Linked DNA regions of Zea mays: regions 1, 2, 4 and 5 are each linked to region 3. Evidence: chromatin contacts called from public Hi-C data. All regions are on one chromosome and are shown on one strand. The core of a region is the stretch at or near the end of the contact, and the rest is flanking DNA. Distances in the headings are between cores, read along the strand shown.

Region 1 (5,517 bases), core at 605-3,104, 310 kb before region 3:
ACCCCCTGCCATGCCCGGTGCCCCTGCACGCTGGACGTGGACGCTACTAGTCGCACGCAGATCGTCGTCGCCACTGCACTGCCACCGCACTGCACACTTCGCTGCCACTGCACTGTTTCTTCGCTGCCCTGCATCTGCATGTAGCCCTGTACATTGAATCTGTAGCCTGATGAATGCCGCAGGGATCATACCCCCGATGGTAATTGGACTCGATCCTCGATTTGGGATAGAGATAGTAAAGTAAACCGGGATGGCGGGATAGGTAAGGGGAATTCCGGTTCCGTTTTCCGTATGGGACCCGTTGAACTTATACATAACAATGCTTTTATGTAATAGCTTATGATAAAAATAATTAATTATCTTATCAAAAGATCTCTTGTTATATATATATATATATATGTATTCATTTTAATGTTTATGTAATGATTTTTTATATCAAACAATGTGTATAATTAACAATGTTTTATGTTAACAACAAAGGAACTACTGCATAATTATAATTTAAACGGAGATTACCATTCGTGGGATCCCCATAGAAAAACTTTTTTTATCACGAAGACAGATGAGGTGATAAAAACGAGAATTCTCAGTTATTATCCCTACCTGTCAATCTGGTGGAGAACCCGTACGTTGGGCAGGCGCTGGCCATGCATTCTGGCCGGACGGGCCGGGCAGACGAGTACAGCCAGCGCGCGGCGGTGGAGCCGTGGAGGCTGGAAGAACCTTCCCGTTATTGGCTAGCTTCTTCGGCCGGCCCCGGGGCCCGAGCGCGATCCGGATTCCGGAGCCTCGTGAAACGTTCAGGCAATGCAGCGTGACGACGTGTGGGCGCCGCATGATCGACTGATACTCTGATGATAGACCGACCGATCATTTTTACGCTGCTGTTGATCAACAGGGCGGGGCGGCCACCGTGTCCGTAGTCCGTACCTGTGGAGGACACACAGCGGCAGCGGGGCGCCGTTCAAACTCTTGCATGTGTTGATCCATGTCCCTAGAAGGTAATTGCATGCATGATGGAGCTAGCTAGCTACTGTGGGCGACCCGGGTAATTAATATATAATTTTACGGAAGCCGCTGGAACCATAGAATGTGCAAACCGTGCACTATATGCCCTGGCCCGGTATACGTCTGCCGCTACGTACATTAATTGCAGCATGCATGCAGGCATGTAATGCCCGCGGCCGTTTACTTTTTCTCCCTCCAGCAGCTTCGCTCCCCATCTACATCCGGATGCATGATCGATGGCCACTGGCCACACGGGTAATATAAGGGCTCTTTGTTTCTTTTCAGTATTATATAATTATAATTAAGCTTATAAACTACTTCATCCGTTCTAAAACAATATACAGTTCTTTTTAGCCCACTTTAAATTTTTTCTATCACATTCATTCAAATAATAATGATGAATATATACATACATGCAAACTACACTCACATGTTACTTAATGAATTTACAATTAGTTTAAAACGAATTATATTTTGGAATGGTGTGGAAGTAGCGTATAAGTATTTACTTAATGTCACACTCTGCCTGCACGGTAATATCATTATCGGAATTCGGCTTCTTTGCCAAATGTCAATTGATTTTGCCGAGTGTCTTTTAAACGCCTCACTATAGCTAGTCCGCGTCGTCGAGCTAGCTATAGGGCTCCAAAGCTTGAAAGATGATAGATGTTTATTACCCAGCTGCTCCGTCGTTAATGTTACATCAAATTCTGAAAATCGCCTGCTCTTTATTTCCTTTCAAGATTATATTATATATAATTTAGCTTATAAATTATATTAAGTATTTATCTACCGTCACTCTCTGCTCGCGCGGTATATATATAGTAGTATATAAACGCCCCACTAGGTAGTCCGCGTCGAGCTAGCAGCTATATAGGGCTCCATAGCCTGAAAGAAACGAATGAAAGATGGCAGCAGCACACGGAAGCAGGCATTGTTGTGTAGCGCCGTGCCGTCTACTCCTCGTGGTTGTACTACTAGTGGTGACGACTGGTATACTCCAGTTCCAGGCTGATCCAGTCGTCTCCAGCCTCCAAATAGCAGTCAATTCAATTATTGTCGACCAACCAGCAGACGATATATAATGGTTTTCGCGCGTTTTTTTGTTAGCAGGTGATGGTGCCGTAGTAGCTGATGCTCCAACAGCAGGCTCGCCGCGAACCGACGAAGTAGTAGCAGCCCTTCAGGCAGAGCAGCTGCTGGTAATTAATGCCGGCCGGCTCCACTTGCTCAAACTTCAAAGCCAGCTTGTTGGATGAAATGCATGTATTGATGTATATATATGACGAAACATAATGCATGTCGTATATATAGGAATTTAGAAGCAGATCCGGCAGCGAAGAAGAAGCGCCGATGACGACGACTGCTGCAGCTGCTGGTTGGCCGGTGTTGAACACGGAGCAGCAGCAGGCTATTATTACCGGCGTCGGCGGCGGGAGGAGGAAGCTGGTCGGGTCCAGGGCTCCGACGACGTGCACCTACAACGAGTGCCGAGGCTGCCGGCACAGGTGCAGCGTCCAGGAGGTGCCCATCGACGCCAGCGACCCCATCAACAGCGCCTACCACTACAGATGCGTCTGCCATCTATAGGCCGGCCGGCCGGCCGGCCGACGTACGGCATGCATTTCCATATCGCTTGATTTTGTATTTTTGGTTTTTGGAGATGCCATCGAAAGCGTTGCTGTGCATGCATGGGCAACGTAACCGCTCGTCCTGAATGAATAAGCTAAGCGCGGCAGAGAAGAGAACACCCACTACTACTTCTGGTTGTAACGCTAGCTGTTCTATTTATCTCTACCTACAAGTGTGTGCTTGTTGTTTAGTTATACTAAAAAAAATTCTTAAACCATGGACGAAACGCGACGCCCCCGCGGCCCCTATGACCCGTTTAGTCCCGCTGCGGGCCGGGTTCGAATAGAAAATCAAGCCCGCAGGCTTAGATAGACCGGTCCCAAAACAGGCCAGGCCGGGTCGGGCGGTATGTTTGGCCATCTGTACCCACCAGCACCAGCAACTGCGACGTGCGACCTCCCACTCGTCTCGCTCTCGCACCTCTCACCACCCCACCACGGCACCACTACCCCAGCACGGTCAGTGGCGGCCCTGAGGGTGGGGCGGAGGGGCCGCCGCCCCGGGCCCCCAATTATATAGGGCTCCGAACTTAATTATACATTCAGTAATTAGATTATCAGACACAATAGCTTAATAATGAAATGTCGAATAATTAGCAGCCATGAAGCGTTCACAACCCGGTCGTATTTAAACATGTTAAAAGAACTTTTAAGATAATACTATAATATATATTTTTTATTTATTTGTTACTTGGTATAAATATTTTTAGATGTGTCTTCCTTTATATATTGATACCATTTTTATATAACAATAGTTTGATGGACCTCTATTTTAAATTTGCTCCGAACCCCTAAAACCTCGGTCTGAGCACGATGGGGAAGAGCAACCTGCTGTCCCGGTACGCGCGCAACGAATTCGACCCGCACTCCAAGGCCACCATCGGGGTGGAGTTCCAAACGCAGAGCACGCCGCACATCGACGGCAAGGAGGTGAGGGCCCAGATCTGGGACACCGCCGGCCAGGAGCGCTTCCGCACCGTCACCTCCACCTACTACCGCGGCGCTCCTCGTCTACGCGTCTCCCGCCGCTGGCTCCAAGTAGAGATGGCCAAACGGGCCGCCCGGCTCGTTTTGGGCCCGTCCCGCCAGGCACGGTTAGAAAACCGGACCGGATCGTCTAAGCCCACAGACTCAATTTTCTGTCTAAGTCAGGCCCGCAGCGAGTCTAAACGGGCCAGAACGGAAAAAACTGGTTAAAAAGCGGGTTAAGCGGGCCAGTAAGCACATTTTAATGCAAAAAAGCGGGTTTAACGGGCTTAGAGGTAAACGGGCCGTGCCGGGCTAGCCCACCGTGCCTAGTTTTCTGTCCAAGCCCAGTCCGCTTATTCGTGCCGGACCGGCCTGGGCCCAAATATAACCGGGTCGTGCCAGGCTCGGATCGGGCCCAAACAGCGGGCTTCATGTCGGGCTCGCGAGCCTCGTGCTTATTTATGTTCTAGGAGCTCAATAATACGTAACTTTACTTTTATGTTGTAAAATATTACGAAACATCCAGTATAGCCGGTCAAAGTTTGTCGGGGACCATAATTAGGGGTACCCTCAAGACTCCTAATTCTCAGCTGGTAACCCCCATCAGCACAAAGCTACAAAGGCCTGATGGGTGCGACTAAGTCAGGGATCGGTCCATTCGAGGGACTCGATCACGCCTCGCCCGAGCCTAGCCTCGGGCAAGGGCAGCCGACCCCGGAGGATCTCCGTCTCGCCCGAGGCCCCCCTCCAGCGACGAACATACTTCCGGCTCGCCCGAGGCCCAGTCTTCGCCAAGAAGCAACCCTGGCCAAATCGCCATGCCAACCGACCAAATCGCAGGGGCATTTAATGCAAAGGTGGCCTGACACCTTTATCCTGACGCGCGTCCTCCAGTCGACAGAGCCGAAGTGACCGCAGTCATTTCGCCGCTCCACTGATCGGCCTGACAGAAGGACAGCGCCGCCTGCGCCGCTCCGACTGCTGTGCCGCTCGACAGAGTGAGGCTGACAGGCAGTCAGGCCCGGCCTCAGGCACCATAGGAAACTCCGCTCCGCCCGACCCAAGGCTCGGACTCGGGCTCAGCCCCGGAAGACGGCGAACTCTGCTCCGCCCGACCAAGGGCTCGGACTCGGGCTCAGCCCCGAAAGACGACGAACTCCGCTCCGCCCGACCCAGGGCTCGGACTCGGGCTCGGCCCTAGAAGACGGCGAACTCCGCTCCGCCTGGCCAAGGGCTCGGACTCGGGCTCAGCCCCGGAAGACGGCGAACTCCGCTCCGCCCAACCCAGGGCTCGGACTCGGGCTCGGCCCCGGAAGACGGCGAACTCCGCTCCGCCCGACCCTAGGGCTCGGACTCGGACTCGGCCCCGGAAGACGCGAACTCCGCTCCGCCTGACCCCAGGGCTCGGACTCGGGCTCAGCCCCTGAAGACGACGAACTCCGCTTCGCCCGACCCCAGGGCTCGGACTCAGCCCTGGCCTCCGCCGACGGTCTCCGCCTCGCCCGACCCAGGGGCTCGGACTCGACCTCGGCCTCGGAAGACAGACTCGACCTCGACCTCGGAGGAGCCTCCACATCGCCCAACTTAGGGCACAGACCGACCACGTCAACAGGAGGCGCCATCATTACCCTACCCCAAACTGACTCAGGCTACGGGGAACAAGACCGGCGTCCCATCTGGCTCGCTCCGCCAGACAAGTAATGATGGCACCCCGCACGCTCTATGACGACGGCGGCTCTCAGCCCCCTTATGGAAGCAAGAGGACGTCAGCAGGGACTCGACAGCCCCGACAACTGTCCTTCCGCCAGGCTCCAGCGCTCCTCCGACGGCCACGACACCACACGAACCGGGTGCCAAAACCTCTCCGGCTGCCACGATGGCATGTACTTAGGGCGCTAGCTCTCCTCCG
Region 2 (5,596 bases), core at 1,117-3,616, 330 kb before region 3:
GATGAAAAATAACGAGTAAAAGCAACGTAATTTTAAGACAGTTAATTGGCAAACGTATCAGTGGTTTAAACAGCAACAGTGAGCTACTGAGCTATACAACAAAGGTAACTTGCCTCCTAAAGTTGGTATTCAATCAAAATATTCTGAGTATTTCTTCCACATTATTGAGCATCAATGGGGACAATCAACAGTACATAAATCCATTTAGCACAATCACGGATTGAACTTACTGTACTTACTTCTTTTGACCATGATAACTTTCAGTGCACAACTCAACTGTGAATTCATTAACGAAAAGTGTACATTATTTAACCACAGAATTGACGATCAAATCACAGATTAAAAAAATAACAATCCATCAATCTTATTTTGGACACTTGAAAAGTTGGTAAATCTTGTTAGGCACAACAAAACAGCAGATTTTACTGGCTTATGACGAGATTAAATTTACACGAAGAAGAAATATAAGTGTCATTTCTACCTGAAAATCTAGTAGCAGCACCACACAGCTTGCAAGGTCCAAACTGGAAGAGAAAACCGCATCTAGTTCCCCATCTATTTAGATAGCGTTTGCTTCCATAGTCACTTGGGATACAACAGCTCCGTCCCCGGAAGCGGCTCTGTCCAGAAGATTTTGGGAATGAACATATTTTTTCATTTTTAGAATCACTCCATCGTACGTGGAACCAATCCAAACAACAATAAACTGAGAGTGAAATGGCTCTGTCCCACCATACTTCGGAACTAAACGTTATCTTAAGATAGTGTTTGGTTCCGAAATATGGTAAAATTGAGCCCTTATGCTCCTAATTTATTTTTGTTTGGATGATTTCATATAAAATCGAGTGGTTCTAAAAATAGAAAATTATGCTTCCCAAAATCCTCGAACGAAGCTGCTCCTGAAGAGTTGTTCCATCCTAACTAACTCCAGAACCAAACCCTATCTAATTTCCCTTCAGGGACACCTCAAGCTGTTCCAATCTCCGGGCAAGGTCATGCTTCCCACAATGTCGAAGGCCATCAACTACAGCACTAAAGGTCGGTGCCCGGGGTGTGAACCCTGCCTCACTCATCTCAACGAGGTAGTTTGCAGCTTCCACAAACCGACCGCCCCTCACGCACATTTTGACAAGCATCACATACACAGGGCGATTCGGTGGATGCCCCTTCGTCTTCATATCACCAAAGAAAGCGAAAGCATCTGCAAAGCGTCCTGCCTTACAAAGCGCCTTGATGATTGCCGCATATAGACTCGGGAATGGACGATGGCCATCCTCAACAGCCGCATAGAACAGCCGGAATGCCTCCTCAATTTTGCCAACCTTGGCCACAGCCGGTAGCATCACCTTGTATGTTGAGATGTCTGGACACAGGCCTCGACTGGAAGCATCAGCAAGAAGAGACACGGCGAAGTCCACGTCTCCAGCATTGCAAAGCGCCTCGGCAAGGGAGTTGAATGTAGCAACGTCGGGGAGGATGCCTTCCTTGGTCATACGGAGGGCAAAGGCCTTGGCCTGCTCCAGATGCCCAGCGCGAACGAGCCCGTCGACGAGGAGGTCACGGCCGCGCACCGGTGGGCGGAGCCCGCGGCCCGCCATGTCATCGAGGAACGCCTGCGCCTCCTGGAGCTTCCCCGCCGCGCACCAGGAGTCAACGAGGGTGCTGAACGTGGCGCGGTCGGGTGCAACGCCCTTGCGCGCCATCCTGCGGAGCAGCTTGTAGGCGCCGGTGAAGTTGCCGTTGGCGCAGAGCGCGTCGAGGAGGGCGTTGTAGACCTCGGTGGTCTGCGGGCAGCCAAATCGAGGGAGGCGATTGAACACCTCGACGGCCTGGTCGGGGAGGCGGGAGTGGCCGTAGGACGAGATGACCGCGGAGAAGGTGGTCGGCGAGAGGGGGAGGCCGAGGCCTCGCATGTCGGAGGCGAGGGACCAGAGGTGGGGGAAGAGCCGCGCGCGCGCGAGTGGGAGGAGCAGCGCGTCGAAGTGCTCGGCTGAGGCGGCGAAGGACGGCTTGGCGCGGAGCCAGGAAAGGAAGCGCGTGGCGTGGAGCGGCGCGGCGGGGGCGGCGGCGCGGATGACGCGGAGCGCTAGGTCGGTGGGGAACGGGGACGGGAGGCGGAGGCGGTTCAGGGTGCGCTCCAGGTAGAAGTCCCGCCGCACGATGGTGGAGAGGTGGTGCACCGCCGCGAAGTAGGCGTCCTTCGAGGTCGGGTGCTGCGGCTGCGGCGCTCCCGCCGCGACCGCGGGGAGTTCGGAGAGCGTGGAGAGGCGGCGGAGGCGGAGGCCGAGGCGGCACAGGACGGCGGCCGCCGACATGGCTCACCTCGGCTGCGGACTGCGGTCGCCACACTGCGCTAACATTCGTGGACCGTTCCAAACGGCTAGCTGGGCCTAGGTCGAAATAGTATTGGCAAATAGCCTGCTAACGAAATGGGACCAACTATGCACATGGGCTGGTAGGTCTTGAGTTGCTTCGAGCTGGTACTATTAAAGCCCACAGCTTTAGCATTGCGGAGGGTCGTAGGGTTTCCATCTGTTTCTCGTCGATGCCCTCCGCCGCCGTCGCGCCGTTCTTCCTCCTCTCATCGTCATAGTCTCCTTGGGTAGGTTCTGTGAGTTTCCAAAGGTACAGAGCGTCGCGTAGGCTCGTAGCTAATTGTCATTTGGTTTCGTGGTTCTTGCTCCGAATCGACAATCGTGTTGTTTCTTTGCAATTTGTTTGTCATCTGGTTTCGTAGTTCTTGCTCCGAATTGGCACTCGTGTTGTTTCTTTGCAACTGTGGAGCAGAAATGGCGGTGCCCGCTGCTGACTCATGAGGCCTCACCTCGACGACTAAGAATGCCTTGAGTTCTTATCCATAATTCTTATCTGAATTCTGAAATGATGCCCGTTGTATTTGTTGCAGACCGTATCAATCTGAATCTTGATTACTGTTTTCATCTGTCGTTCGAGTAATTTTAATGGGGATTTAGCCTTGTTGAGTAACTTCTTATGGTTTGAAATATAGCGAAGATGGCTGTTAAACTGTCTATGCGAGGAAGCGTTATTGTTCAGTACTCGTAGTATCTGTTAGTTTTTGTTCTTGCACGATACAGTCGCTGGATAAAAGCACTGTACTCGTAGTATCTGTGTTTGAGTAGAGACAAGTAATTCTAACTATCTACACATGTAGCATACACATGCACAGTCAAATTTGCTGTGGACACCTGGTGTTTTCATGAACGAACCTTGCATGCAATAGAGTTAGGAACTTTAATTGCAGACTTTTATTCAGTTAACCTTTTTTATCGATAATTGTTTCTGAAAGAAAAGGATATGATGGCTCAGTAAAAGGTCTGAGGTAGAAAACATGTTTCTTAAGTGAGCATCGGGATAAAGGAAGAGGGCCCTAGCCCTTGCGTAAGTATAGCACTGTGGCTCTCGCAAACTCTTCTACATCAATTGCTTCATGGCTTCATGAAGTGGGTCGGATTAAAAAGGCGTGGGCTTCATTCAGAGCATGAATGCTTGCCTAGACTTCTCCCAACATTTTTAGCCCGACGCTCGCTTAAGAAAACCATGGTTTCTGCATGATCACATCATTATGGCTGATCCTTTCTCGGAAACAACTTGTTTTGCTTTCAAAGCAACTTTCTTGAGGTAGCATTTCTTTAGTGGCACTATGTTGCACTAGATTTCACATTTTGCTTTCGATGAAACTTTGCAACGATATGATAGTTGCTTTCCTGCATGATCAACTGATTTTTTTGCCAGTACCGTATAGCTATTTATTCATGCTAAACAGCCATTTAAACGGGCTAAACAGACGTGGTAAGTCACTGTGTGGTGTGTACACGAACAACATTTTTTTTTGCTTATCCTTGCATGATCAATACACTACTGCAATATTACTGCTTTATTATTGCTTTTGTTTCATGAAAATTTGCAAGGATGACATCACCCGTTATATGTACTTTTTAAACTGTTAACACCAACTAATACATTTGACAGCATCTGTCTTGTGCCCAAAGAACATACCCCAACACCCCCTGGCACCTGCATCCTGTGTGCATTGCACCATTTGTCATATGTTTAGAGTAGAATATATGGCTGTTTGTTGTGGTTTAGTAGCTTTGCCCTTAGAACAATTCATGGTCATGTGCACAAGGAGCGATAAAATGCTGACACTTCATGCCATCTTTTACATTCCTGTTCATGTCGATTCATGCTTAAATAAACACTTGTGGCTCCAAGCTGGTGCAGGCCGAAGGGCGTCGACTCCTGTGTCAGAAGGAAGTTCAGAAGGTCAGCTTTGTTGCCCAACATCGGTTATGGTTCTGACGAGAAAGAAGGCATTACCTTCCTAACATGTTCAAGAAATCTGGTGTCCACAATGTCTCTGACCTGGATTTGCGTACATAGTAACGTTCTACCGCTTTTATAACACGCCGATGATTGGGTTCCCTGGAACTCGATGTTATCAAGATAACTCTGATGCTTGCTTCGATCAACCATGATCATGCTTCAACTTTTTTAAAACTTACTTCTTATGAACGGGTACTGCGCTGAAATTGCTTGCCGTCTATATACGTGAGCGGAAGGAGGCAGTGGGGAGCACTGGGGCGTGCTTTGCAGAAGATAGTTGAAACAAGCTCATATCTAAAGTTAAGAAAAAAAAAAACTGTGAAAACTCATATTGGCTACTTTGCCGATGAGGGCTACTCTTCTCTGACTTTTTTTTATTTCTTCATCATTCTCTCTCGTTTCTCTTTTCTTCATTTCCTCTCTGGATGAAAATAAACCATAGTCTACCTTTAGAGTGTTTGGTCTGAAGAACGAGCTAATCTATCATCTTTTCACTTTTATTTTTTTAATTGGTTTGTGAAATGACCATCACCACCTTATTCTTTATAGTTAGTTAGTTAATACTAATATAAGGAATGGAGTTATTTAATCAAATTTGAGAAATTGACTCATGATACACCACCTAATTTTGGACGAATTGATTTCTCAAACCAAGCATCTCTTATGGCTGGTTTGGCAGACCAATTCCTCGTCGGTAATTTGTTGTTTTCCTTGTGTCGGCGTCCAGCACAAGAATATTCCCCGAGCATGGTTCCAGCCTGTTTGGAAGGCTGATTCGTGGTGATATCGGCCCGGTGTCAGCCCAACTTTCCCGTGGAACCACGCCCAACGTTCGAAGGTCCGGCAGTTATCTCGATTTGTTTCCTCCTCTCGTATCGCGCGTTCTCAGTCGCCGCCACCCATTCACCCCCGCCGATAGTACATCTTCCCCGTGCTGCTTCCTTCGCTCGACCTATGATAAGTTCACCTCTTTTCACGGGACATTATCACCAACCTCGTGCTGCTGTTGACACCCCACCCCCCCCCCCCCCCCCCCCCCCGCTCGATCGCTCCCTTCCCCCACCTGCGTGTTGCTGCTGACACCTCCTCCCAACAAATTTCACCTCAGCCGCCGACTTCGGTCGTGAATCCACCATAGATCGGCATAGGGTGCCACTTGATGTTAGATCTGTGATGGCGGCGTGCCACCACGAGGGCCTTGCTGCTTCTGGCACTGCTCATGGTAGCTTGTGCCATGTGTGGACCGGAGACA
Region 3 (5,039 bases), core at 1,225-3,724:
TATAGTTGAATGTTTATGGAACTTCGTTGAGATGTGTTCACTATATAGATAAAGTGGAGAGTTATAATTGAATGTTTATGAAACCTATTAAATTTTATTATTGAATATCACTAGAAATATATGATATATTTATTTATCATATAAATATTTTTTTAATATTTTAAATGATATATATCATTTTTAGTATATTATTAAACTTAAAATCATTTTTAATTAGTAATTAGTGATAAAGTTAAGTTTTAAATGGTTTCATGGAACATTTTTTTCACGAATACGGATAACATCGAATGTTTCATGGTTTTTTCGAATACGAATATGAAATCGGATAAAGAAAAGTACTATAAATCGAAATCAAATATATCCATTTGACATCCATATTAAAATCGAATACGGATACGGATATCCATATTAGCAGTTTTAGCAAATACGAATACGGATAATTTGAATTTCCAGACATCTATTTCCAGCCCTAAAAACCAGGCCTGCGACGGACCGGGAGGACGAGACAGACAGACAGACAGACTCGCACGACAGACAAACACGAGGGTGACCGGAGAGTCTGTGGCTGGCGCAGCCCGCAGCCGAGTCTCTGCATGAAGATCTTCGTCTTGGCGAGGCGGACTGACCGCCGTGGCCAACCCGCTCCAGGGTCCACAGCGCTCCTCCGCACCTCCTTCAGTCCTTCTTCATCAGTTTGGCAATTCACGTGCTCAACCTCAGATTCGGCGACTGGCCAGTGCTTCGGCTACAATGCCCTTGGTGGCAGCCCAGCGCTGACCCGACCCGACGGGCAGCAGCAGTAACAGCAATGCGTAAGCACTGACCTGGCTAACGTGCGGAGTCTGGCACGAATGTTATGCAACCTTTATGTTGGTCACTCGTTTTAGTCCGAAAGGATTTCAAAAAAAAGTCAACACAAGTTATTAAGGTTCTGATTGTAAGCACCTAGTTTTTAAGAAACTGATTTATGAAATTAAGATAGTTTCAAACATACCGATTTAGGCTATCCGCATTCATACTACTCTAAATTTCTACTCTAAAAGGAATATTCTATCCCCGTCAGCAAGATTATCTACTCTATACCACAATCTTCTACAGTCATGTTTACTCTATATCTCAACTCTATACCAACACACCGTACCCATGCTGCTGCTCTCTGCCTGTAGCTCTACCTGCAGAGTTGATGCCCGTACAGCTCTACCTCCGTCCGGTTTATTTTATTGCTATAGCGTTGATGCCCGTACAGCTCTACCTGCAGAGTTCTGGATGTGTGACTGCAAAATAGCGCAGGTGATAGCGTCCGCTGTTGCACCCTTTTCTTACTGCATGTGTGACTGCATGTGTATAGCGTATCTTTTACAGCTCGCGACTGTGCCCAGCCTTATACCTCAATTTATAGGAATTCAATTCTCAGTTTCTTAAAAACTAAGAAGCTGATTTCTCCTAGCTAAAAAAAATAAAAATTAGGTTGCCTGCTAACAGAACCTAAGTTGAAAGCTTCTCCCTCCAAAATAAAAGAAAGATGGTGCATCAGAAGGACGACAGATGAAGCTTTGAAGCGTGCTTTTAGATGGGAGCCGTTGGATAGACGAACTGCTGGGAGCTTTGTATGACAAAGCCTTTGTTCTGGAGTTGCTAGTTGATGTTTGCAATAGTTTGAGATGTCCCTTGTATCGCCTCACGAGGGGAAGCTTAATAATATGTTTGTATCTGCGTTTGTGGTTCCTGTTGTGGTCTGCTTATCCTTTTTCCTGAAAGTGCTCCATCTAGATGGGCTAGGCCAATGTGCCGGTCATGATGGATCATTTGTATCACTTGATGAACTTTGGATCCTACTACCACCATTCACAAATTTATGATACCGTTGTCTTGTCTTATTCAAAAATGTAAAATTTTAAGTCAACCACAAACTACCATAAAAACAAATCATAAAAAATGACAACTCATTTTTTTTGAATAAGACAAGTTGTCAAAGTTTTTTTAAAAGTTAACGATGCCATATATTTATGAATGGAGGGAGTATTTTATAATAAAATAGAGGGCTTTGTCTCTTTGTAAAAAAAAGCATTCGTGCTCATATAGTCATTTCGAATGTGACTAATCAGTTTTTGTGCGTATGAAGTATTCGTACGGTTTCTATATTCACAATATTTATAATATTTATTCTATATTGAAAATAAACAGTTGTGCCCCGCGCTCATTTTTGCAGACTGGGAGAGTGGAGCACAAATAAATATAAGTAATACATACTGACATTTTTTTGACTTCACTTTTCCCCTCTCAGTAACTGAAAGATCGTCAGCATCATTAACTTACGCACGGAAGATTTGTGTTGTGTAGCACAAAATACTTCTCCGTTCCATGAATGGATTCATGTAAACGGGCGCGGTGACCAATCGCAGGCATCCACCTGTCCACCGTCCTCTCCGGCCTCGTGTCCTCCTCCTTATTAACCGCGCCCACTGCCCACTGCAGAATCTGAGCTCCAACTACGGACCCAAAAATCCGCAACCCTTCTCTTTTTCCTGAGTTTCTCGTTTCCCCTCCTTGGGCTCGGAGGCTACAGTTCCTGCCCCACCCGCAAGACTGCCCCCGCGCGCGGCCGCGGCCATGTCCTTCCCGCGGCTCCTCCTGGCCGTCCTCGCCGCCACGGTGGCGGCGGCGTACGCGCCCGCGCGCGCGGCGGGCGCCGGCGCCGGTGCCTGCGCGGCGGAGAAATTGTCCAGCAACCGCGTGTTCCAGACGTGCGCCGACCTGCCCCGCCTCGGCGCGTCGCTGCACTGGTCCTACGACGCCGCGGCGTCGTCCCTGTCGGTGGCGTTCCTGGCGGCCCCGCCGTCCGCCGGCGGGTGGGTCGCCTGGGGCCTGAACCCCAAGGGCCAGAGCATGGACGGCACGCAGGCGCTGGTGGCCGTCCCCAGCGGCGGCGGCGGCGGCGGCGGCGCGTACGAGGTGCAGACCTACAGCATCTCCGGCACCTCGCTCGGCTCCCCGGGGGCCCCCCTCGCCTACCCGACGTCCGACCTCGCCGCCGAGCTCGGCGGCGACGGCCGCGTCCGGATCTTCGGCACGCTCAAGCTCCCGAACGGCACGGGCGGCGCCGAGGTCAACCAGGTGTGGCAGGTGGGGCCCTACTCCGGCGGGATCCAGATACACGAAATGAAAGGCGACAACATGAACGCCAAGGGCACGCTGAACCTCCTCACCGGCGCCACCGCCGCCGCCAGCGGTGGGGGCAGTATCCTCAGGAAGAAAAATGTGAGTCGCTCCGGCTCCGTTCCCCCCCTTTTGTCTGTTCGTGCTAAACCATCCGTTCGTTTCTTTGCTTATCACGCCCCGGTGCAAAATTTTAGAGACAATTTGATCCCATTCACAGCACAGCTCTACTAGTGTTCGATCCCTGACCCAATTTTCACCTTTTTTTAATAATAAAAAAAGAATAACCTTTTTAGCAAAGGAGCTCTTCTGTATCCACATGAAGCGTTACTGTATTCACATGAGGCACCTTCACATGAAGCGTTACTGCAACTGAAAAAAAAGAGATAATTCCTTTATCTGAAAAAAAACAAGCCACACAAATTTAAGTTTGTCGCATGTCGATGTAGGGACCGATTTAAAATTTCCAGGATTGGAAAATGCGTGAAGTCATGTTGTTCTACGATAGTCCCCGACTGAAATCAAAACCGTATTAGGGGGTGTTTGGTTACCCCAAACTAAAATTTAGCCCCCGTCACATCGAATGTTTGAACCTCCGTTTCGGGTATTAAATGTAGTCGGATTATAAAACTAATTTCTCAGCCGAAGATTAAAAGACGAGACGAATCTAGTCCAGTTGGTTGGGTCTATATTTCATACTCTTATTTGAAAGTCAAACGCTTGATGTGACCCGGGCTAAACTTTAGCAGGGGCAACCAAACACCCCCTTAGTCCTAGTCCGTACGGCAGGCAGCGTTTGCTGACCGTGTGACAGACTGACAGTACATCAGGCTCCTGTCTTCCTCACCCGTACGTACGTACACTACGGATTTCGACGCACTGCTATTACTATACTGTCCAGTAGTAGATCGAACTGATTAACTGAAACCGTTCTGATCCGGCACGCAGACGCACGGGATCCTGAACGCCGTGAGCTGGGGCCTCCTGCTGCCCATGGGCGCCACCTTCGCTCGGTACCTCAAGACGTTCAGGTCCGCCGACCCGGCCTGGTTCTACCTCCACGTGGCGTGCCAGCTGGCCGGGTACGGCGTCGGGGTGTCCGGCTGGGCCACCGGCATCCACCTCGGGAACCTGTCCAAGGGGATCACCTACTCGCTCCACCGGAACATCGGGATCACGGTCTTCGCCCTCGGCACTCTGCAGGTAACTGACTCCACACTTCACAGCGCAGCGCAGGCGCAGCACACACCCATGACCCATCCTTCCTTCTCATGGCTTTGGCTTTGCTCTGCTCTGCTTTGCTTTTGGCTGCTAGTAGGTCTTTGCGCTGTTCTTGAGGCCGAAGAAGGAGCACAAGTACCGGGTGTACTGGAACGCGTACCACCACTCGGTGGGGTACACGGTGATCGTGCTGGGCGTCGTCAACGTCTTCAAGGGCATGGCCATCCTGGACGTGGAGCGGAGGTGGAGGACGGGCTACGTCGCCGCCGTCTCCGTGCTGGCCGCCGTCGCCGTGGCGCTGGAGGCCGTCACGTGGGGCGTCGTGCTGCGGCGCCGGAAGCAGGAGGAAAAGACCTCCAACGCCGGCCGCTTGCCGCTGTCTATGTAATATATATATATATACCTCATCGTCGTCGTCGTCGGGGGCGTCTCACTATATATCTATCTGATCTGATCTGATCTTCAGAGTAGTAGGCCTTACGATGGGTTGGGTTAGCTAGCTAGTGTGTGTATCTTCATTGTATGGTAGGTGTCTCTGTGTGTGTGTGTATACTGCACGTTCGTATACTGGAGATGAGTGAGTGTGATACCGGCCGGCGGCATTGGTCTTTGGCTGTTGCCTTTTTGTTTCTGTTCGTTCGTGAATGCTGATCTGATCATGC
Region 4 (5,312 bases), core at 1,406-3,905, 400 kb before region 3:
AAGGTGCTAAAATCCTCTTGCTCCTAAAGAAGTCTTTAAGGCTACTTTAGAAATTTAAATCCTTTTGGAGATTAAGGAGAAAATTAGTTACATGTGGCCGTTGTAACCGTCAATGAGACATTGTGTTCATCTCTTACGGTTTTGACTTCCGAAGAATAGGGTGTGAGGATCTGCCAACTCCTTTATGTAACAAGATTTTATAAGCTGAAATGTGGTTTCGGAATTTTACATTAAGGTTTGACAAGTGACGGGTTTGAAACGGTGCGAAAAATTTGAGCCCAATATGTAGTGCGTGCACATATATTTACAAGCAGGTTTTAAAAACCACAGCATGCCCGAAAGGTTGTTTTTTTTTTGGTTATAGCAGAGACAACCAAAAAGTGCAGCATATCTACTGTAATATAAATAAGAGTTCATAAAAAAAACAGATTGACTGTATTCTTCCTTGCATCGCTTGCCGTTTGAAACTTTGAACTTGAGAAAGTGTGGTCGAAAATATGGAAAGTGTTGTAGAAAATGCGAAGAGATAGTTTCAAGTCTTCGCTCCTTTATAGTAGAAACTAGTAAATTGCTCGCGCCGAGGGAGGATCTGGAATAAGATTCCCTTATTTCTACTTTCCTATTCGCTGCTAACACCTCTTGAACTCGATCATTGATGAGCTGCTAACACCTTTTGGGATCCTTTCACCTCGACTTAACCTCTGCTTCCCCAGCTACCTCCTCTACTTCCACGTCCACGACCCCTATGGGCACTACCAGGAAGCCACCTTCCATCATACAGATCCAAATTAGTGTTGTTGTTTCTTGTTTGCTCTTAGCAACTGTATACGTTGACGGAAATTTCTGCAGGTAAGGAAAAAACATATAATACATAATAATTATGTAATTTGCAAGAGGACTGATGATAGCATCATATATGTATAGATGAAAAATCTGTCCCAATAAATAATCAAGCCTGTGAAAACATTTCACGATTTGAAGGTGTATTTGGAGAGGTAGGTTTTGACCAAAACATGAAGCTATAAATTTGACAAGAAACGTGTTTGTTATTGGTCTTATTTAGTAAGTACTTCGTATATAGTTCAATGGCTATTCTACAAAGAACTCTAATTCATAGTCATTTTTAAGGCTCCCCTAAGAGACTATGCATATTTGTACATGACTAATTGTTGGAGACTTGTTCTTAACTGCTATGAATTAAGAAAAGACAACACAGAAATTGTTAAACGTTAAAGTCCTTCGTCCTTCGAAGCATTATCTTCCTTGTGATATAATAAATTCCGGACAAAGGTTATGAAGGACATACATTCATAAGCACAACAAATAATGAAGAAGGATTTACATAAAATATGAAAAATAATATAAGCATCTATTATTAACTCATTTCTATTTTATTATTATAGAAATGATAACAAATTACAAATGTACTTTCGGCTTGAAGGAAAGCAAAAGTACCAGCGTGACGCAAAAGCAAATGCCCAATGCGTGATTAAAGGAGCGTGTGTACAGTGCCGGGACACTGTTCACCTATTTATAGGCACATGATGCAATCTGCGCAAAATTACATTTACGCTCTTCTCAATCGACTACAATAATAATATAAAACAACATGGGTCTTCAAGTCAATTCATTTTTAAGTCGTTTCGACCCTTCATCTTGAGATTTGTCTTTATGCCGAAGCTTTATAAATAATAACTTCGACGCTTGCTTCTGAGAAGACCTTTCGAAGGTGTTCTTTTTTAGAATCTTCGGCTACGAAACATACCCCAACACTAATGATGCTATAAATTTCAGATGCAACCAAGAATCTGGTCTTATTCCACTTCCCTGCATCTCTCTGAGCACTGCAAATGATTTTTCCATTGCAAGGATCGGACTGAACACACGCAAGTTTGATTTAACTCCATCAGCATCCATCTCCTTCAGCAGTATCTTCTCACTTTCCTACCTCCCACTCTCCCAGCTGTTTGTCAGAACTTGAGGAAAGTCTCCGTCTCGACGACACGCCACACAACGCCAAGCACAGAAATGAGTGCGGCGACTGCGTTGGAGTGCAGCGTGAGTCCGATTGCCTGCGCAGAGGCGAGGAGCTGGAGCGCGGCATCCGGGAGCGCTGTTCGCACCAAGGCAGAGATGAGTTCCGAGAAGAGCGGCACGTCGGGCTCGAGTCACGGCTCACCGAGGTCCGTTTTGGAGGCGCTCGAGCAGCGTGGCGTCAGGTGGGTCCCACATGTTGAGCAGCGAGGCGAGGAGATGCGGGTGGTAGGATGCGAGGTCTGGGAGGGAACGGTGGGGCGCGCGAAGCCGCAGCGGATGCTGCGAGGAGGGAGTGGCGTAGCAGTTGGGATCGTAGGGCGACAACAGGAAGGAGAGAAAAAAGCGGTGAACTGTAGGAGCTGGAGAGAAGCAAGCAGCGGCAACGAAGGTTCAACACGGCCATTCCCTGATACAAGCTGCAGAGAAAAAAAAGCGGTGAACAGGGAGGTCGGCAATTCCCTGCCGAAAGAGTACAGTTTGAACGCAGGGACCATTCAACACGGCCAGACCGGCTGCATTGCCCATTGCAGACTTGGATAGCAGGTTTTCGACTCGCCTTGCCGGCTACATGGGCCCCACCTTGTTCCAACTATACGGGCCACTGGGCCACCCGCTGCGGTGGACGGCCCAGATGCTCTCCACGGCCGCGAACCGCACGACGGCACGAGAGGAGAGACAGACAGAGAGAGCGAGCGACTGAGACCGACAGGGTTCGGTTCGACCCGATGCTTCCGGCGCTGCGGCCTCGCCGCCGGCTCCCGGTGGCATCCCTCCTCCGCCGCCTCCTCTCCGACTCCACCCCCTCCTCCTCTGGCACTGGAGAGAGTGATCTGATGGCCGCGGCCGCAGCGAAGGCCCGGGCGGAGGCGGCAGCGCGGGCTCGGGTGGAGGCGTACAAGCAAGTCCAAAACTTCGACTGGAGCAGCGGCGCCGACTGGAAGACCGCCGCCAACATCCTCTTCACGGTGCCCCCTAAGCGCAAGGAGTTCGGGTGAGCATCAAGAGGCAACCATGTTCCTCTCTTAGGGTTTACGGATTTTGTAGTCTCGGTACCAATTACGTCGGCGAGGTGAGATGGATCATTGAATGGGAGTAGGATAGGGGCAACGCGATGAGATGGAGCTGACTAATGTCATTTTCATGTCGCTGGGAATGTCTCCTGTTGCTTTCTTTTTGCTTCGTGATACGAGTTACAGTCCTGATAATTATTTATAGCATTGGCTGAGGAGTTTCACAAGTATGTCAGTTTAGTTTTGCACGTATTATAAGGTTATTCAGAAATTTCTTTTGAATAGATTGCTAGGAGCATTTCCACCACTCCAGATTAGCTAGGAATGAGTAAAAATGCATGTATAGATTTGTTAGGGATTTTTTTTAACTCTTTTTATTTCTGATGTGCCAAATAGCCCAGAAAACCTCTGCAAAAAACTGATTTGTCCCCACCCCCAAAGAGTAGTAACTCTCAATTTATGGAAAATCCAGTCAGGAATAATATCGTCCAGAGACCTAGGGCTTGCGTCCAAGTTCACTCTGCTTTGATGCAAGGAAACTGGAATGTTTTCGTGAGGCAAACAAACATATGTGATTGACACTTTCAAGCTTGCCACATAGAGCACAAAATTCATCCCACTGCCAGTTATTTTTTCCATTCTTTTCTGCAGTCAATTGGATCTGATCATGCAATGCTTACCATAGGAAGATCTTCACCTCCAAAGGCATTTTGCAGTTCCAAATTTTCTGTGCATTGCAGCTTGAAACATTCCTCAGAGTCAAGTATCTATACATAGGTTGACCCTGTTTGTGTACTGTGTGCACTTTGCTTGAGCCCATTCAACTCTTGTTTTCACCTGCAGCTACTAATATGGTACTTTGTTCAACATATGAAGTAGTTGATCTGTCAAGGACCTCCCGACCTAGGGTAGCTGGCCCCTTACTACGGAGTTCGTAGCCACGGTCCGTCGTCGCCGGCGAGGTTTTTCCCCTCAGCCGTCGGCTTGTTTAGAGAGAGAGAGAGATTAGGAAATAATAATCTTGCTTGCCTTATTCCCTGCTGCCATGTGGCTTATAAATAGCCCTATGGCTAACCAACTTCTCCTATAAACTCTCAACTAACTCCTATTTTCTTGGACTTATCTGCTGCCAACTAACTCTCCACAATTCTCTCATCTCAATCTTATTCTCTAGCCTTATCTTTATTTCTAAATCTATCCACTGGTTGTGGCCTCCTCCTGTGCGCGTTCAGCGCGCTCTGCAGCGCGGCGTGCGTCACGGCGGCGCCTATATGTGCGCCCGCACATGACATGATCTCCATTAAGAAACAAATTCCATTGACAAGCTTCACTGGTTTCTGTCTTTCTCGTTCCGTTTCAGGCTTGATTTCCACCTTGTGCAGCTCTTCTTTGTCTGCATGCCATCGCTAGGTTTGTTTCATGACAAAAATCTATTCCTTTCTGATGCTTGGCGTGCTTTGGAATGGCAACTGTGAATCTTGGTTCTTTCTTTTGAGAGTCTTATGTTGTGGTCTTTTGTTTTGTTGTGCAGCTGTCTATTTAGTGGCCCAATATGCACGGAGGGAGATCAAAAGGATGGAAGGGGTAATATACTATGACCTCTTAAGAACAGTTTTAATGGAATAAATTATCTAATTTGGAACAAATATGATATTTGACAGCAAAGGGCTGAACTGTCAATTACTTAAGCATGTTCAGCTCTGTACTTACCAAAATACGGTGGTGCAAATTATTTCCATAGACCAAATGCTACTTAACTGATGCATTGAGCTGCCTGCAGCAATTGAAACTGAAAGAGGTTATTTGTTTGGTTATAGTGCTAATTTGATTGAGTTTAACAATTTTCATTCACTTGAAAAGCATACTTAAGTTGGTTTTGTTCGTGGTGTCTGTTTGGATAGAGCTGTCATGAACCATGCTGCTTATGAGGACAGTTAAATGGTTAGTTGATGCATTTGCATCTTCTATTTACTTGGGAGAAGGAGAACCTGCAACCGTATATTCTATATTGGACTTCTCCTTCACTGTTGTATAATTGTTTAAATGCATAATGATGTCGTTGTTTTGTAGTTTTTTCCTTGCTCGACCAATTATGGATCATCTTCCTGTAGAGTGCCAGTGTTTCACGTTGCTTAAAATGTACTCAATGATGGTCTTAAAATTGTTGATAAACCAAACTTTACTCTGGATGTTTGCTTTTGACTTCAAGTGGCTCCAAGTGTTTTTTAAGTCGAAATACTTTCTATGTTTGCTTCCAAATTTGCT
Region 5 (4,880 bases), core at 780-3,279, 260 kb before region 3:
CAAAAAGTGGAATTTTAAATCTAGAAAGAATTTGCTAGGAGACCATATACCAAAGTTATAGAGTTTTCAGAACCAGACAACTTTCATGTGTTGATATTTTCAAGTTTTGAAGAAAAATTTGGAGTAGTTGCAGAATTCAGATTTGGTTCAGTTTTTGGTTCGGCTCAAAACAGCTTTGTTTACCTGTTTTTGGACCCCTGCAGTTTCTAATCCATGTGAGTTTTGAGAAAGGTTGCTGTAGAAAACTTGTAGAGTAGTTATAGGAGACCCACTTTTATTGAGTATGTTAGCCCTAAAACCACATGCAACTATGTGAAAAATTGGTCAAAAGATGGGCTGACAGGTTTGGATTTCAGACTTGGTGTAATTATTCAAGTCTGAATTTCAGTGTGTCTGGCTCAACTTTGGAGCTTTGTGGTGATTGATCTATATGGTTTTGGACTGCAATTCCTGTAGCAAGTTTGAAGACCATATGTTGGTGTGCAAGTTTGGTCAAAGGTCATACCCCTAAAGCTACTTGGAACTTGGAGAAAAGGTGGTCCAAATTGGAGCTGTTAGACTTGTGATTTCTGGACTTTGATTCAGAAATTGAAGTGCAGTTTCAGCATTTTTAGCAAACTTTAGATCTCTGTTGTGACAAACTTCTGATGTTATGGCCTGCACTATCCAGAGCAAAGTGTTAGAGGGTAATGTGGTTAGTAATTTTAATCCAGGTGGATCCCCCTGAACTTGCCTAGAAATGGGAGAAAATGGTGTCCAAAAACATGTTGTCAGACTCCAGATTTCAGACTTAGTTCAATTGACTGAAACTGAATTTTAGTGGGTTTTGCTCAACTTTGGAGTCCTGTAGCATTTAATCCCTGAGCTTTTAGTTATAAATCATTATAGAAATATTGTAAACCTATCATAGGAGTATATATTTTGTTAAGTTACTCAACCCTAAAGCCCTATGGAACTCAGTGTAAAACTGGTCTAAAGCAGGGTTGACATGGTTGCAGATTTCGGACTTAGTGCTGAATTGGCACTGCAGAACTCATATTTTGGAGCAACTTTGGGATCTCTTTGTGACTAATATATGGAGTATGAACGATGGTTTCTATAGTAAAATGGAAGACCATACAATAGTTAACAAGGTTTCTTAAATAAGGTTGGCTTGGTACTGCATAAAAATTTGAGTAATAGTTGCTTAAGACTGGGATGGTCAGTTACAGAAACTGAATTTCAATCAGTGCCTGAAAACTGAAGTTGCACTGTTTGGTGTCAGTTTGGGAACACTTTTGTGACCATTCCATCAAGTTTTAGACTATGAATTATATAGCAAAGTTGGAGACCAAGTATTAGTGAACAACTTTACTAAGAGGTGCTTAGCTTGGTGCTGCACAAAGTTGGGAGTAAATCTGTTCCAAAGTGGTTCCTGGCAGCTTCTTTCAGTTAACTGAAAATGACATTTAGTGGGATAAAAGGAGAGTGATTCAGTTCACTGAATCTAGAATCAGATCGAAGATGAAGAAAAGATCTCTTTGCCCTACTGTAATCCACTTTTGTGCTCAAGCCAGGACGTGCATGAGATGGCAACAAGGGTTCTCGAAGTCCAGTTTTGCTGTAGAAAATATCATGTCTTGGCTTGTACTCATTTAATGCACCCTTATCTATTTAAATTCTTGTCTGCAAAAATAGGACAAAATGGGTGTTTATTCTGAAATTGTGAAACCTGTGTGGAGTTGTAGTTGTGTGACACGTGTGGGGACCTATGCAGTGCTGGCACCCTGGAGAATACTCTCCACTGCTTAATATTGGGCTCACGGATGTCTGTCCCTGGATGCAGTCACCTTAGGGCTTAGTTTTGTGGAGTCTTTCCCCTGCCCTTGAACTCGAGCTCGTGTCCATCGCGTGAGAGGAGGAGTTCTGGTTTTCAGGTCTGAGTAACCCCTTTCCATCACCAAGTCCGGTCTGCCCCGGAGCTGTGTGCCATCTCTGCAGTTTGGTGACCACGCCCAGCTGACCCTCCCCCTCACCGCGGCCCAGGTTCCTCGAGAGCTTTCTCAGTCGTGTGGTGAGTGTCCCATGCTCTCCTTGGACCAGTGAAGCTCATGCAACTCAGCTTTTGAACTCTACCGTGGTCTGCTGCTTGGAACAGGGTCGCGCCACCGCAGATCGGTACCATGGACAGCCTCACCGTCGACCAACCAGCGTGCTTCTTCCCTGAGCATTTTCATGCGAGCCCCGTAAGCTGTGTATGGCACTGAAGCTTCTTCCCTGAGTAAAAGTAGATTTAGGATTTTTACAGCAGATACCAAATTTCAGGGGATTAAAATATGCTCTTAGAAGGTCTATTTGATTTTAGAAATAAAAGTTTAGTTCCAAAAATTATGAAAATTTTTGGGAAACCTTGTCTTTACCAGCTGAGCACTTGGTCCAAGTTTGAAATTGTTTGGAAGAAATTTTCTCAGCAAACAGATTGTTGCCCGAAAAGAAAAAGGATTTTACCCTCGGGTAATTAGGAAATGAAGTTGCTTAAGAAAGTTTGAGCTTCTGGATGAAGTTTAAGATGGGTTAGTTCCTGGTGAATTATTAGTTGATGATGTCTTCTAGTGCCCTTGGTAATCCTCTAGTGTTTTGGCTAGTTTTATGCACCTTGTATTAAAGTGTACTCAGGATGGGTTGTTTGTTACCTTCTTTATAAAATGCATTTCCGTACATAGCAAACATTCATCTACATGTAATTGACTTGTAGAACACCTAGATGAAGTGGTGTCTGAAGAAGGAGTTCACTTCAGTGCCTGCTGATCCAGTGGCGGAGTTTTCTCTAACTGCTTACCAGAGTAGAAGAGTTTTAGATCTTCTCCTGCAATAAGGCAAGCCCCGATGCATTTGCCACCTTCCTTGTATTTACAAAATTTTATCACTTATATGATGCATTAGGTGATTTCTTGAAATAATTGATTACCATACCTTGTCACCTGATTTATAAAAGCTAGAGATGCTTAATCATGCAGATAGATTAGAAAAAAATGTTTTTGATCTATGACTCATAATTTCCAAAAGAAAATTGGCTTGGGATAATGAAGGCATCATGTGCAGTGAGAAATTCATTATCCAGGCATGGCCCCTCTGTTAGGCGCCAAATGTTTTGAGAAATAGTAAAAGTAAACTTGAGGTCGGGCGGTTGACTTGCACCAGAACGGAGTCTGGTTGTAGTGTCTCCGTCTGTGTCGATTAAGGACCGTACCGATTGTTGGCCTGATGATCTAGGACCTTTTAACTGGCCACATACCTCGTCATGGGTAAGCCTGAACCCAGCTATTCCATACGTGAAATGACAACCGCGCACTGGGCGTGGAAGATGGTGGGAGTAGCAGTTATCCTCCTGGCAAGAGACTGGATGGTAGGGTAATGTGCTCCCGGGTAGCGCGGACTAGTTCATGTAGTGGAGGATCCGTGGGAATGGTTGACATATGCAAGGGTTAAGTGCTACATATGTCGTGTGGTTGGAGATCCCCAGCTGGGTATTAATCGATTCGGATCGCCGTTACTTCTCGGATATGAAGACTGGATCGCTGCCCTTCATCGTAGATAACAAGTGAAACAAAAATTTGGATTTTAAAAGCAACCTAGTGTAGGTCAAGTGAATGATCTAGATTAGGAAATTGCTAGATTCAGGCTAGAAGATTCAGGTAATAAACTAACTTGTGAAATAAAACTTGGCTTAAGGACCCACTTCTAGTAAGCTTTTCTGCAAAATGAGTCCTCGAACTTTGATGAGCTTTACCTTGATTCCCAAAAGCCAGCATACCCTTGAGAGTCTTTTCTTTAGTCGGGTAAGTCTTGCTGAGTAATTGCGTACTTAGGGTTTTATCCCTTGTTGTTTTTGTAGGAGAAGTTTTATTCCCTTATCTTTGGGTTAGCTACTTCATGTGGATGACTTGAAGCTTAGAATGTTTATGTATATATTTTATGGAAAGGCTTCACCCTTCCAATTGTTGTAATAAGTTATGCACTTCGAGTACTATCAGGACTTGTAATAAATACATCTCTTTCTACCATGTAAAACTTGAGTTCTGGAATGTAAAGTATACTTTGTAAAAGTCTTCCGCTCTATCTCCAATGTGTGTGTATCAAATGTGATTACTGTAATATACCTGTTATGTGGGAGATCCTTGGGATGATGAGTTCCAGTTGGTGAACTCGATAGCCTTGTTAAGTTACCCGGTACACGTGCACAGCCATCCGAGGCCAGTAAGGCAAAGATTGGTGCATGTGGGCCTGATAACTTGGGAGGGCTGTCACAGTTTGCAAACTGGAGTTTGAAAATGAGATATAAGAATGAGTAAGCTACTAAAAATAGACTTAGAGGGTAAACAAAGTGAGAGCACCTAGAGGGGGTGAATAGGTGATCCTGTAAAATTTAACACTAGAAGCACAAACTTGATTTATAAAATGTTAGTGCAATCGAAACCAAGTTACTAACGTCTGAGATTTAGAAGAAAACCAATCACAGAGAAGATGGACACAAGACACGGTGATTTTTATCGCGTGGTTCGGCCAATGCCTACTTCACGTTGTGGTGACCTCCTTCGGTCAAGGATTGCACTCAATCCCTCTCAAGTGATCCAATGATCGACTTTGAGTACCATGGTTTCCTTTCTTTGCAGTCTTTTCCCGCTTGCGAGGAATCTCTACAATTTGGAGCCTCTCGCCCTTACAATGTTGATCACACAATAAGCACAGAAGTAAGGGAGGGAAAGCAACACAAGCAAGACTCAATCCACAGCACACACATGCACACAAGCCAAGACTTGAGCTCAAAACACGGCGCAGGGAGTTCACGACTCAAACGGAGCTCAAATCACTAACACAACAATCCAAATGCGTGGAGGCGG

The links. Hi-C and Micro-C count contacts between places; a contact is called where the count stands out from the background.
Region 1: a Hi-C map of tassel shows a contact between it and region 3, with 3 times the contacts expected there. The contact joins the promoter of LOC103653195 here to the promoter of LOC103653190 in region 3. A contact is called at or near these places in 2 of 25 Hi-C or Micro-C datasets (ear and tassel).
Region 2: a contact with region 3 is called in a Hi-C map of ear, with 1.7 times the contacts expected there. The contact joins the promoter of LOC100304439 here to the promoter of LOC103653190 in region 3. A contact is called at or near these places in 2 of 25 Hi-C or Micro-C datasets (ear and tassel).
Region 4: a contact with region 3 is called in a Hi-C map of tassel, with 2.9 times the contacts expected there. The contact joins the promoter of LOC103653197 here to the promoter of LOC103653190 in region 3. A contact is called at or near these places in 2 of 25 Hi-C or Micro-C datasets (leaf and tassel).
Region 5: a Hi-C map of ear shows a contact between it and region 3, with 3 times the contacts expected there. The contact joins the enhancer-like site here to the promoter of LOC103653190 in region 3. A contact is called at or near these places in 5 of 25 Hi-C or Micro-C datasets (ear, endosperm, leaf and 2 more).

Annotation. Positions count from the first base shown.
Region 1 is chr4:45,271,349-45,276,865 of Zm-B73-REFERENCE-NAM-5.0, reverse strand. It overlaps LOC103653195, which reads left to right and starts at 1,854. Exons shown (of 3, transcript XM_008680154.4): 1 at 1,854-2,001; 2 at 2,122-2,210; 3 at 2,323-2,849. The coding sequence starts at 1,917. The coding sequence ends at 2,598.
Region 2 is chr4:45,290,015-45,295,610 of Zm-B73-REFERENCE-NAM-5.0, reverse strand. LOC100304439 (Pentatricopeptide repeat-containing protein mitochondrial) reads right to left here and starts at 2,366. Exons shown (of 1, transcript NM_001165872.2): 1 at 372-2,366. The coding sequence starts at 2,315. The coding sequence ends at 945.
Region 3 is chr4:44,963,090-44,968,128 of Zm-B73-REFERENCE-NAM-5.0, reverse strand. LOC103653190 (cytochrome b561 and DOMON domain-containing protein At5g47530) reads left to right here and starts at 2,474. Exons shown (of 3, transcript XM_008680150.4): 1 at 2,474-3,258; 2 at 4,105-4,359; 3 at 4,475-5,039. The coding sequence starts at 2,611. The coding sequence ends at 4,765.
Region 4 is chr4:45,362,002-45,367,313 of Zm-B73-REFERENCE-NAM-5.0, reverse strand. It overlaps LOC103653197, which reads left to right and starts at 2,655. Exons shown (of 4, transcript XM_008680157.3): 1 at 2,655-3,028; 2 at 4,408-4,457; 3 at 4,579-4,631. The coding sequence starts at 2,763.
Region 5 is chr4:45,227,315-45,232,194 of Zm-B73-REFERENCE-NAM-5.0, reverse strand. No RefSeq gene overlaps it. Among protein-coding and RNA genes, the nearest start is that of LOC111591303, 11 kb to the left of the region's middle. Within about 2 kb of position 2,029, at least 2 of the 20 cell types and tissues checked have an H3K27ac peak or open chromatin away from gene starts, as enhancers often do.